3 separate regions of the Hordeum vulgare genome follow, and regions 2 and 3 are each linked to region 1. Evidence: chromatin contacts called from public Hi-C data. All regions are on one chromosome and are shown on one strand. The core of a region is the stretch at or near the end of the contact, and the rest is flanking DNA. Distances in the headings are between cores, read along the strand shown. Region 1 holds the start of LOC123452630 (protein spotted leaf 11). Region 2 holds the start of LOC123399829 (nuclear pore complex protein NUP93A-like). Region 3 holds the start of LOC123395310 (heat shock cognate 70 kDa protein 2-like).

Region 1 (3,194 bases), core at 390-2,889:
TCACAGCTTTGACATGTACAAAACTACTCCCTGCATACCTAAATACTTGTAGTTGGGAAGAACTAGACTCCTAAATACTTGTAGTTGGAGAGAACTAGTCTAGTTCTCCCCAACTACAAGTATTTAGGTACGGAGGAAATAGATAACATGATTCAGACCTCATCACAAAAGCTTCAACTGTAACATCATGTGCAACGTACGGGTAATAGACACATCTTGCAACAATAAAGTTTTCTTTGATATCTCTCAAAACTACGCGTCAGTACCCCGCCCCTTCCCCGGCGTGGAATGATGCGTCTACATTCAATCTAACAAAATGAAGTTTCGATTTAATCCATCTCCTCTCATTTTCAGGTAACACATGAATCTTCTTTACCAAGTTAGCAGCGATTGCAATAATCAGTGACGCACAAATCTGACTAGAGAAGTGCGCCTAATCCATCAAATATAACATGTCACCACGATGACTTGTTTGATTCCCACATTAGGGTGTGTTTGGTTTGAGGACCAAAAGTCATGGAATGTTATTGTTCCATTCCAAAATCATGGATTGGTTCCATCCTTGTGTTCAGTTGATGATAAAAAATGTCATGGGTTGGTTCCGTCCCGGTGTTTAGTTGGAGAGATGAAATGAGAAGAATCTGTAAATGGTGAGATTACATCTCTGAACAAATATAGTTCTTTGCATTTGATAAGCCTATAATTTAAATTTTCAGCAACATTTTCATTCTATTTTCAACACATGCAAATAAAAATATATGATCATGAGTACATACCAAATATTTACGAAAAATAATCACGAAAATGAAAAAATAACCACGAAAAAAATAATCACGAAAATGAAAAAAATAACCACAAAAAAAATAACAACGAAAACTTTTGTTCGGATGCGGGGGTGAGCGCGGTGAGAATTGCTTGGTTATTTCTTTTTTCCTTGCTTTCATGTACGAATAACGAGTTGGTTCATCCAAATCGGCGGAATCACTTGATGAAGCATGTGAAGGGAATATTTCCTGCATGCGGATGACCCAATTCCGATTCCTAACCCAACTAAACACCAGAATGGCTGCTAGGGATGGAACCAACCCGTCCGATTCCACCTCATCCTGATACCAAACACATCCTAGAAGCATATAAGGAGTGGCGAAGCTTCAACATGATACAAGAGGGGGCCATTATCCAAAAAAAACCAAATTAGTAGAGAAGGGGGACTAATATATAGTTTAAACACTAATTAGGTCTAAAATATAGCATGTTCTTATATGGATGTAAAAAATTAAGGGGGGGGGGATGATCCTTGTTGGTCTATACTAAGCTCTGTCACTGCATATAAAGCAACGACTCCGCGTTATAACATGACGTTGGGCTATAATATCACACTCGTGAGAATTTCTTCAATCAAAATAAGTCCACGTAACCAATCGCCACACCGATACGCAACAACACAGCATATACAATTTCCGTAAAGTTTGTTTTTTCCACGGAAAAAATAGTCCATAACAGTCGCCGGTCCGCTTGGTTAGTATTGGCAGCCAGTGCACCTGCACCAAGTATACCCGAAATGACGTTTGGAAAAATCTGCCGTGTAGAAAGGGTGGACGAAGACGACCCGGCCAGCCCAACGCGCTGACCGCCCCGACGACCCATAAGATGAAGATGAAGCAGCCAGCGCCACCAAGCGACCGCTCTGCCCCGTAATTTACCGCCGGGTGCCACTAGCGCCAGCCTATCCCCACGCGGCCGGCTGCTGCTGCTTCTCCCGCGTCATGGCCGGCGACCAAGAGGAGGCGGAGCGGGAGTCCCCGGCGCCGGCTGCGGAGCGGGTCGCCGCCGCGGTGGAGGCCGTGGCGGCGCCCGGGGAGTTCCGGAACGCGTACCGGCGGCAGCTGCTGGCGCTGTCCCGCCGGATTCGCCTCCTCGGTCCCTTCGCCGAGGAGCTCCGCGAGCGCCGGCGCCCCGCGGGGGAGGAGGAGGAGCGGGCGCTGGCGACGCTCGCCGACGCGCTGGAGAAGGCGCTCGAGCTGCTAAAGCTCGGCCGCGAGGGCAGCAGGATCTCTTTGGTACGTCCCTTTTACTACCTACCCACGCGGGAGCGGTTCCTGATTTCGTCAGATTCCTGGTCCTCGGATGCCCCCGTGGGCGAATTAGATTCATGATTCGCTAGTATTCTTGATATTTTACATGGAAAAGCGCGGCTTTAACCTTGGCTATGTCATCTAAAATAACCAGTTAGCTTTAGTATTATTCTATGATAAAAGGAAACATGGGGCTTCTGATCCTTGGATCGAAATTGTTATTCTGATCTGCATATTGTTTGTGGCCTTGATTGGCTAACGAGTAGCATCTAATTCCATTGTGTGAACCTCTGCTGTTCCACTTCCTGAGCTCATTGTATTCCTTTTTATCTGAAGTGCTGTCTTAGGATGATCATGGTATTTCATTTCAGTTGATTGTTCTTTTCTGTTCGCTAAAATCTGTCCTGATATAGTTTATACCAGAAATTTGTAGTTTGTCAAGATCGATACATTTTGGTGTGAAATCTCTCGCTAGGATAGCAGTTGTCCATTACAGCGAGGTATGAGCTGGATTTTCCATGGATTACGGACCAAGTATATTAACTTTCTCAAAACTATGGCTTAAATGCTTGGACTGGTTCCTCCCTCGGTTGTGGTCATTTGGCTGTTCCTTTGCTTTTTGAAAGGTCAACCATTCATGCCTTAAGTCCTTGATTGGGTTTATGTAATTAATGGCTTAAGTGCCCTTAAGTGCAAAGATGGATTTGATAAATATGCCCCATCGTATTTTGACTATCCGTTTTTGTTTGTTCTCCTTCTCGCCGGACATGTTCCTATCTCGAATCCTTAATCTAGAGCTATCCAAGAAACTAGTGTTTCATAAAGAAAAATAGGATAAAACGTACCAAAGCACAAGTAGGGAAGGCATATTATCAAATGCACACGATTGTGCATCCATGATCCAGTACCCTGAATTGATATTTTGCTGTCCATTTCCTACATGTTTTCTTGTGCTCATGTTTTTTACATGTGGTTTTCCTCTTTCGGTTTAATTTTTGTGGTCCTGAAATGTTTCCATTCAGGTTGGATATGAAGTTTATTGAGTGTCTTATTATGTGCCACATGTTTCCTTTCGAATTGTGATTCTAAGGATATCAGACACACAAAATACACCAGACA
Region 2 (3,194 bases), core at 351-2,850, 360 kb before region 1:
TTATCGTAGCTACTAGCTCTGCTACAAAAATAAATCTGAATAGAATACAAGCAAAAGGCAACAAACCTCAAGAACTTGCATCATATAATTGTTAAAACTCTTTAAGTTGTCCTTTTGTGCTCCTTGGATGGATGAGACAATTGCCATTTCATGAAGCTGAAACCACAAACTCGGTGATGCACTCCATGAAATTCAGAAGAAAAATAGCTAAAGAGAGAAAAGGTGTTCACCTGTTGCAGGTATTCCTCGACAGAAGTTGCTTCCGATGGAAAAACATCCTCAAAGGTGGTCTACAATTAAAAAAAATGCCACTATGATGTATACTGATAACATGTTGCCTGAGTGATATTCAAGAGCTGTAGATGTACAGTAACAAGCAAGCGGATATATACATTGACCAACAGGGTAGAAAACAATATTGAGGTAATACGTGCTGGCCTAATTGGTGGCGAAAGATTGTTACACTATGATAAGTAGTAAAATCTGACTTGACCACTCACAACAATATTTTCTGACTTTGAGTAGGAAACTTTACATGAAAACACTACATTGCCTCAACTGAGACTAGAAAACATTGTTTCAGATAAGCGAGTGATTTGCAGCCTCCAGACATAGGGAGTGTGTATTAATAAAGTGGATTACAAGCTCAAAAAAAGACTAGGGAATGTGTGTCTAAAAGTTAAACTAGGATCTTATGTAAGAAGCTAAGAAGGTGACGTTATTCATGTTATTCTTTTCTTTCAGGCAACCAGCACGAGTTCTGCCTCTTCGTGAAGTAAGGAAGTTATTAATACTGCTAATCGAAAAAAACAAGTGAAGAGCCCCGATAGTCGGCTATGGATGAAAGAAAAAAGAGTGCAGCACAAAATGTCAAGACTACGAAAATCAACTGCCTCGTCTAAACGACCGACACATAAGATTATCTATATAGCATTCTCTGAAATGAACCCTGCATGCATTTTCCAGGTTTACAAGCTAATCACCTTGAGTTCGAATGACTTGAGGTCTCTGGTGAGCTGCTCAGCATTGATCCCCTCGCGCGCCAGCAACCTGCAGATGCACAGCCGAAACCCTAAGTCCAATCCAAAACACCAGAAGCGGCAATCCTGATTCGAACGAAACACGACGGGGAGATGGGCAGAGAGGCTCTCTCAGAGTTAACTAAAGGGGTCCAGGAGAGCAACCTGGTGGCGGAGAGCGACTGTGACGGCGCCTCGGCGCGGATCGTCTTGGCCTTGAGCTTGGTGGAGAGCACCTCGAGCTGGTCCAGGTTCCTCTGCGCGGGCCAACAACAACGAACCCATCAGGCGGAAAAAAGCAAGGGAGGCTCGGGCGCGGCAAGAGATAGATGCGGGCGAGGAGGGCAAGGAAGAGCGCGATGCATCACCTGGAGGGCAGGGAAGTGAGGGGTGAGGGCGGCCTGCTCGAGGAGCTTGGTGGAGGTGTTGAGAAGCTCTGACCAGCCGCCCATCTCCGTATCTCCTCCGCCATCGGCTCCGACGCCGGCCATCGCCGCCGTAGATGGAGGTGTTCACGGGGAGCTATCTGTGCTCCGGCGCCGCGCTCGAACTGGGGGTTTTGGACTGGCGAACCCTATTGGACGCTCGTTAGCGTCAGAATGTTGAGCCTTCGCTGAGGCGACCGTCCGGTTGGGCCGGCCCACGTACGGCATTGTGTTTTGCTCGTCCGCCGTTTCCTGTGTGTTTTTTTCTGTGGTTTTTTCTTTCGATTTTCTCAATGTTTTGTCTGGTTTTTCAATTGTTTTGTTGTGTTTTCTTCAGTTGCCTTTTTTGTTTTGTTTTACTCTCTGGTTATTTCATGTTCTTTTTTTCTGGTTTTATCTTTTTCTTTCTTTTCTTTATTTTCTTTCTCTTTTCTTTTTTTCATTTTTCGTCCATTAATACTTTATAAGGAAATGTTTTGTCGTTTATTTTTGCATTATGAGGAAATGTTTTGATGAATAATTTGTGTTTCTTGTATTTATTTTGTACTTTTTCTTTTTATTTTTGTGTATTATATAAGAGTTCATCGTGGATTACAAAAATGTTCATTGTATATTTAACAAAAGATTCACTGTACATTAGCAAAATGTTTATTGTGCATTTAAAATATGTTTAATGTATATTACTAAATGTTTAATCTGTATTTCCAAATTATTTAATGTAAATGACAAATGTTCAATGTCTATTTTCAAATTGTTCAGCATATATCGCAAAATGGTTCCATGTGTTTTTTCAAATTGTTCAACGTATGTCAAAAAAAGGTTCAATGTGTATTTAAGAAATGTTCATTGTATATTACGAAAATGTTCAATGTGTATTTTCAAATTATTTATTGTATTGACAAATGTTTAATATGTATTTCCAAATTGTACGACGTATATCACAAAATGGTTCCATTTGTTTTCTCAAATTGTTCAGCGTATATCACAAAAGATTCAATGTCTATTTAAGAAATGTTCATTGTATATTACGAAAATGTTCAATGTATACTATAAATGTTCAGTGCTTGGATTTCTTTATCTTTTTATCTATTACTATATTTAGTTCAGAAATAATTTGCTATCCATGATGGTAGCTACGCATGACCCTAATTTTTTATCTTTAATTATTATTATAAATTACTTTGAACTATAAAAAATAACTCTATAATAAAACTATCGTGACTTTGGACCACCAAGCAAGCAAACACATAGTTATGCCAAAAATGCAAACAAAAAGACTGACAAAAATGAGAAAACACCCTTTCTACACATAAAAAATAAACTCGTGTTAAAAAGTAATAAAAGTACAAATAAAAGTGAGAAAAGGTTATTCCTATACAAGAAAAATACACATGTGCTAATGCTACTGGAACTCAATGCCTCATTTATAAAAAAGGGACACTTGTTTGCATTTTTGGCATAACTGTGTGTTTGCTTGGTTGGTGGTCCAAAGTCGCGATATTTTTATTATAGAGTTATTTTTCATAGTCCAAAATAATTTATAATAAAAAATAAAAATAAAAAATTGGGGTCATGTGTAGCTACCATCATGGGTAGCAAATTATTTGTGGATTTGAGAGCTGATTTCCTTGCACAATTGTTTGGATTTTTTTTATTGATTCATGTTATTATATTATCATTTTAGGATACTTTTTTATATTTAATTTCTATTTTATATTATTTTTGAGCACTAACCTATTAACCCGGTGTC
Region 3 (3,194 bases), core at 465-2,964, 290 kb after region 1:
ATGATATCATCACTTCTCCCAGCAAATGGGGATTGTTTGCATCACATGTTTCACAGCAACAAAACAGATTTAGCATTGAATTCGGCTTTCAGAATTCAAGAGTTTAAACATTGCATCAAACAAATTAACATGAACTTGCCATGCAATCTCAGCCAAAAGATGGTGATCTTGTTGATAATAATCACAGTGATTCAGCAAATGGGATTGTTTGCATCACAGATTGCACAGCAATAAAACAGGTTTATCATTGAATTTGGCTTCAGAATTAAAAAGTTTAATCATATGAAAATATCTCAACAGTAAAAATAGCAATGGGAGATCAGATGGTAGTGCATGATGTAAATTGATCATCACAGTGAATGCAGAAATGTGGTATGGTTATGATATCATCACTTCTCCCATCAAGAATAAACCAGACAAAATGAACTCCACATCAAAATCCCATAAGTAGCAAAAAAAAAAGGAATGAGTGATTGAGCCACAGATTGTTCAGATTGAAAACCATGAAAACCATGGGCACATTCAGCTTGCTGCCCTATTTTGACACATCTAAAATTAGACGGGCAAAAAAGGAGGGATTCACCCCAATTCCGCTTCACAAAATGAGGTAGCAAACTTAATAGCCCAGAGCCATCCATCATAAATTCAGCAGAAGAGCGCTTGGATTTTATTTCATCATCAATCTGCTAGCTCCAGAAATAAAACAGAAACACCAATAATAACTAATTGATAAGATAAAACAACAAAGATTGGCACAGAATCCTAGCATGCAGTTTAAGAATGAGAATCAATGAAGTGCACAGTGAACAACAAGTATATCATACAACCAAGTGGGATTTGTTAAAGAATCAGAACATCGATACTCTGGTATTAGTATTCTAACAACCAGGCATAAATCAACCAAGACAATGTAGATTTAAAACATGTCAAACCAAAAGCACTTGGCAAGACAAAGAAATCAAACTCTATAATGACATTAATAATACATGTCTAATATGTATCATTCCTCTAAACTGTGTCGATGGAAGTGTAAAATAACAGACTGTACAGATCTGCTTTAAACAAATAGATCTAAGTGACACCAAATGACTAACAAGATCAACCGAGAAAGCAATGTATACTAACTATAACAGATCTGAAACATTCACACCAACCACTAACAGCTACCTCTACTAACTAACCGTTGCCAGCACAGAAACCTCTACAGCTACCACGGATCTAAGCGATCAAGATACAGGACCAATAACATATCAAGCTAGAACCCATGCGAATGATAATAAAACAGACTAAACGGAGCAGATCGAGGTAGACTACTAATCATTTTATGAAGATAGTAGACAGATCTGAGCGTGCAACGGATGCAAAAGCAAATAGGCGCTCACCGAAGACGGTGTTGATGGGGTTCATCGCCACCTGGTTCTTGGCGGCGTCACCGATGAGGCGCTCGGAGTCGGTGAAGGCCACGTACGACGGCGTGGTGCGGTTGCCCTGGTCATTGGCGATGATTTCGACTCTGTCGTGCTGCCACACGCCGACGCACGAGTACGTCGTGCCGAGGTCGATGCCGATAGCCGGCCCATCGCCCTTCGCCGCCATCTCTCGCGCTCCGGGGAGCTTGAAAGCTCTCTAGGGTTTTTCTTCCGGAGGAGGGGGAGCGGCGGCGTGTTGAGGAGGGAGGGAGGACTAGGGTTTGAAGAGGAAGAGTAGAGGGGGCGGAACCGGGGATTTTGTAGGACGGGAGAGGGGCTCTAGAAGGTTCCTGGGCTGCGGGTCGGGATATTAGAGCCGTTCAGATCTGATCCTGCCGCTGATGGCGCACAGGGTGTCGTTTCCGCGGACGCCTTCCTGTTTGGGATGCTTATATTTTTTTATTTTTGCGAAGAATCTCGATTTGGGATGTTCAAACGGCTAGTTTTGACACTTTCGGCAAAAGAGTTGCTTGCATATGGGTAGAAGGAATCTGATCAATCTTGGCAAAAGACTGCCCTGTTTGTTAACAGTTTTAAAATAATGTAGTGAGCGCACGTACTCAGTCGTTGGACCGCGTGGCTCATTTTTTCGCTGATCGTTTCTGATACAAATCTGTTACTTTTGGTTGTTGCAACCCAATACGCGTAAACTATGTCACCCACTTCCTATCATGTCCATTGTTCTTTATTAGTGACTTCGTGGGTGATCTAGACGGAGGCAAACATCAAAGTCTAATGTTTATACATATGTTCATAATTCGTTACATGTCCATTCTTAAAAATGCAATACCAAAGTCTAAGGCTAGACCGCGGGTGCACGCACCTGATGTAACCCGGACTTGGATTTCACTATCACCAATTGTCATAAAATGAATGTTGATGATGCGATTGACAAGAACATGTAGAGGAGCTTTATATCGGTTGTATAATGATGGCTCATATGTAGTTTTGTCGGCTCTTGTTTATCAGGGTTTGCCATATCTTACAATCCTCAAGGCTCTTTCATGTTGAGAAGCCCTCGCTCTCGCGAAGGATCTTGTGTTGCAACATGTCACAGTTGCACCGGTCTACAAAATAATGGTCATGAATATCAACAGCACACCTTGGGCCTCATAGCACCGATTGTGAAGCACATAGAAAAAACTACTAGGGACTTTTCTTTTTTCCAATTTGTTATTAGTCGTGGATGGTTGCTAATAGTTTCAATCATAAGTACATAAAATTCTAAGTAAAGAAGAGCATGTTAGGAGAGCCCTCTCATGCATATAACTGACGATAATTGAATTAGTAGCTTAGTTGATTGCCTACGGACAATTCTTCACACCATACCCTCACTATTCCACACTCGCTATTTGTATTATAGTGTACTAGGGAACATGTGTGTGTCGTTGCATCGGAGAAAACAAAAATAGCTAGTCCCATATACACAATGTGTACATGAGATTATGCGTGTGGCAGCTCGTGTCACCTCGACTTGTGGTATACCTACCCACCGATGTTAGTGCGCTTGACTGTCATATCTTTAGTGGGCGTGATTTTGTACGACAGACAAACATCGAACATCTCAAGATAATCCAAGTTTCTCTTTATTCCCTCTATGGAAAAATGTTATCCTCTATTTTGTTGCTCTCAAGCATCATATTTTCGTTAGTGACGGGTTTTCCCCTCATAGTTTTGGGATGTTTTTTATAAGCCAATGAGAAGCATATCTTTTGGTTGTTGAGT

Evidence for each region. Hi-C and Micro-C count contacts between places; a contact is called where the count stands out from the background.
Region 2: a Hi-C map of leaf shows a contact between it and region 1, with 8 times the contacts expected there. The contact joins the promoter of LOC123399829 here to the promoter of LOC123452630 in region 1. A contact is called at or near these places in 5 of 6 Hi-C or Micro-C datasets (leaf and seedling) and 1 of 1 datasets of contacts at active chromatin or transcription factors (embryo).
Region 3: a contact with region 1 is called in a Hi-C map of seedling, with 5 times the contacts expected there. The contact joins the promoter of LOC123395310 here to the promoter of LOC123452630 in region 1. A contact is called at or near these places in 3 of 6 Hi-C or Micro-C datasets (leaf and seedling) and 1 of 1 datasets of contacts at active chromatin or transcription factors (embryo).

Annotation. Positions count from the first base shown.
Region 1 is chr5H:91,493,429-91,496,622 of MorexV3_pseudomolecules_assembly, forward strand. It overlaps LOC123452630 (protein spotted leaf 11), which reads left to right and starts at 1,640. Exons shown (of 5, transcript XR_006632625.1): 1 at 1,640-2,060.
Region 2 is chr5H:91,135,426-91,138,619 of MorexV3_pseudomolecules_assembly, forward strand. It overlaps LOC123399829 (nuclear pore complex protein NUP93A-like), which reads right to left and starts at 1,601. Exons shown (of 15, transcript XM_045094208.1): 1 at 1,388-1,601; 2 at 1,185-1,276; 3 at 984-1,050; 4 at 231-290; 5 at 67-156. The coding sequence starts at 1,510.
Region 3 is chr5H:91,780,093-91,783,286 of MorexV3_pseudomolecules_assembly, forward strand. LOC123395310 (heat shock cognate 70 kDa protein 2-like) reads right to left here and starts at 1,715. Exons shown (of 2, transcript XM_045090294.1): 1 at 1,383-1,715. The coding sequence starts at 1,596. LOC123400507 (a small nucleolar RNA gene) reads right to left here and starts at 20; the gene lies at 1-20. LOC123400511 (a small nucleolar RNA gene) reads right to left here and starts at 225; the gene lies at 142-225. It overlaps LOC123400508 (a small nucleolar RNA gene), which reads right to left and starts at 400; the gene lies at 314-400.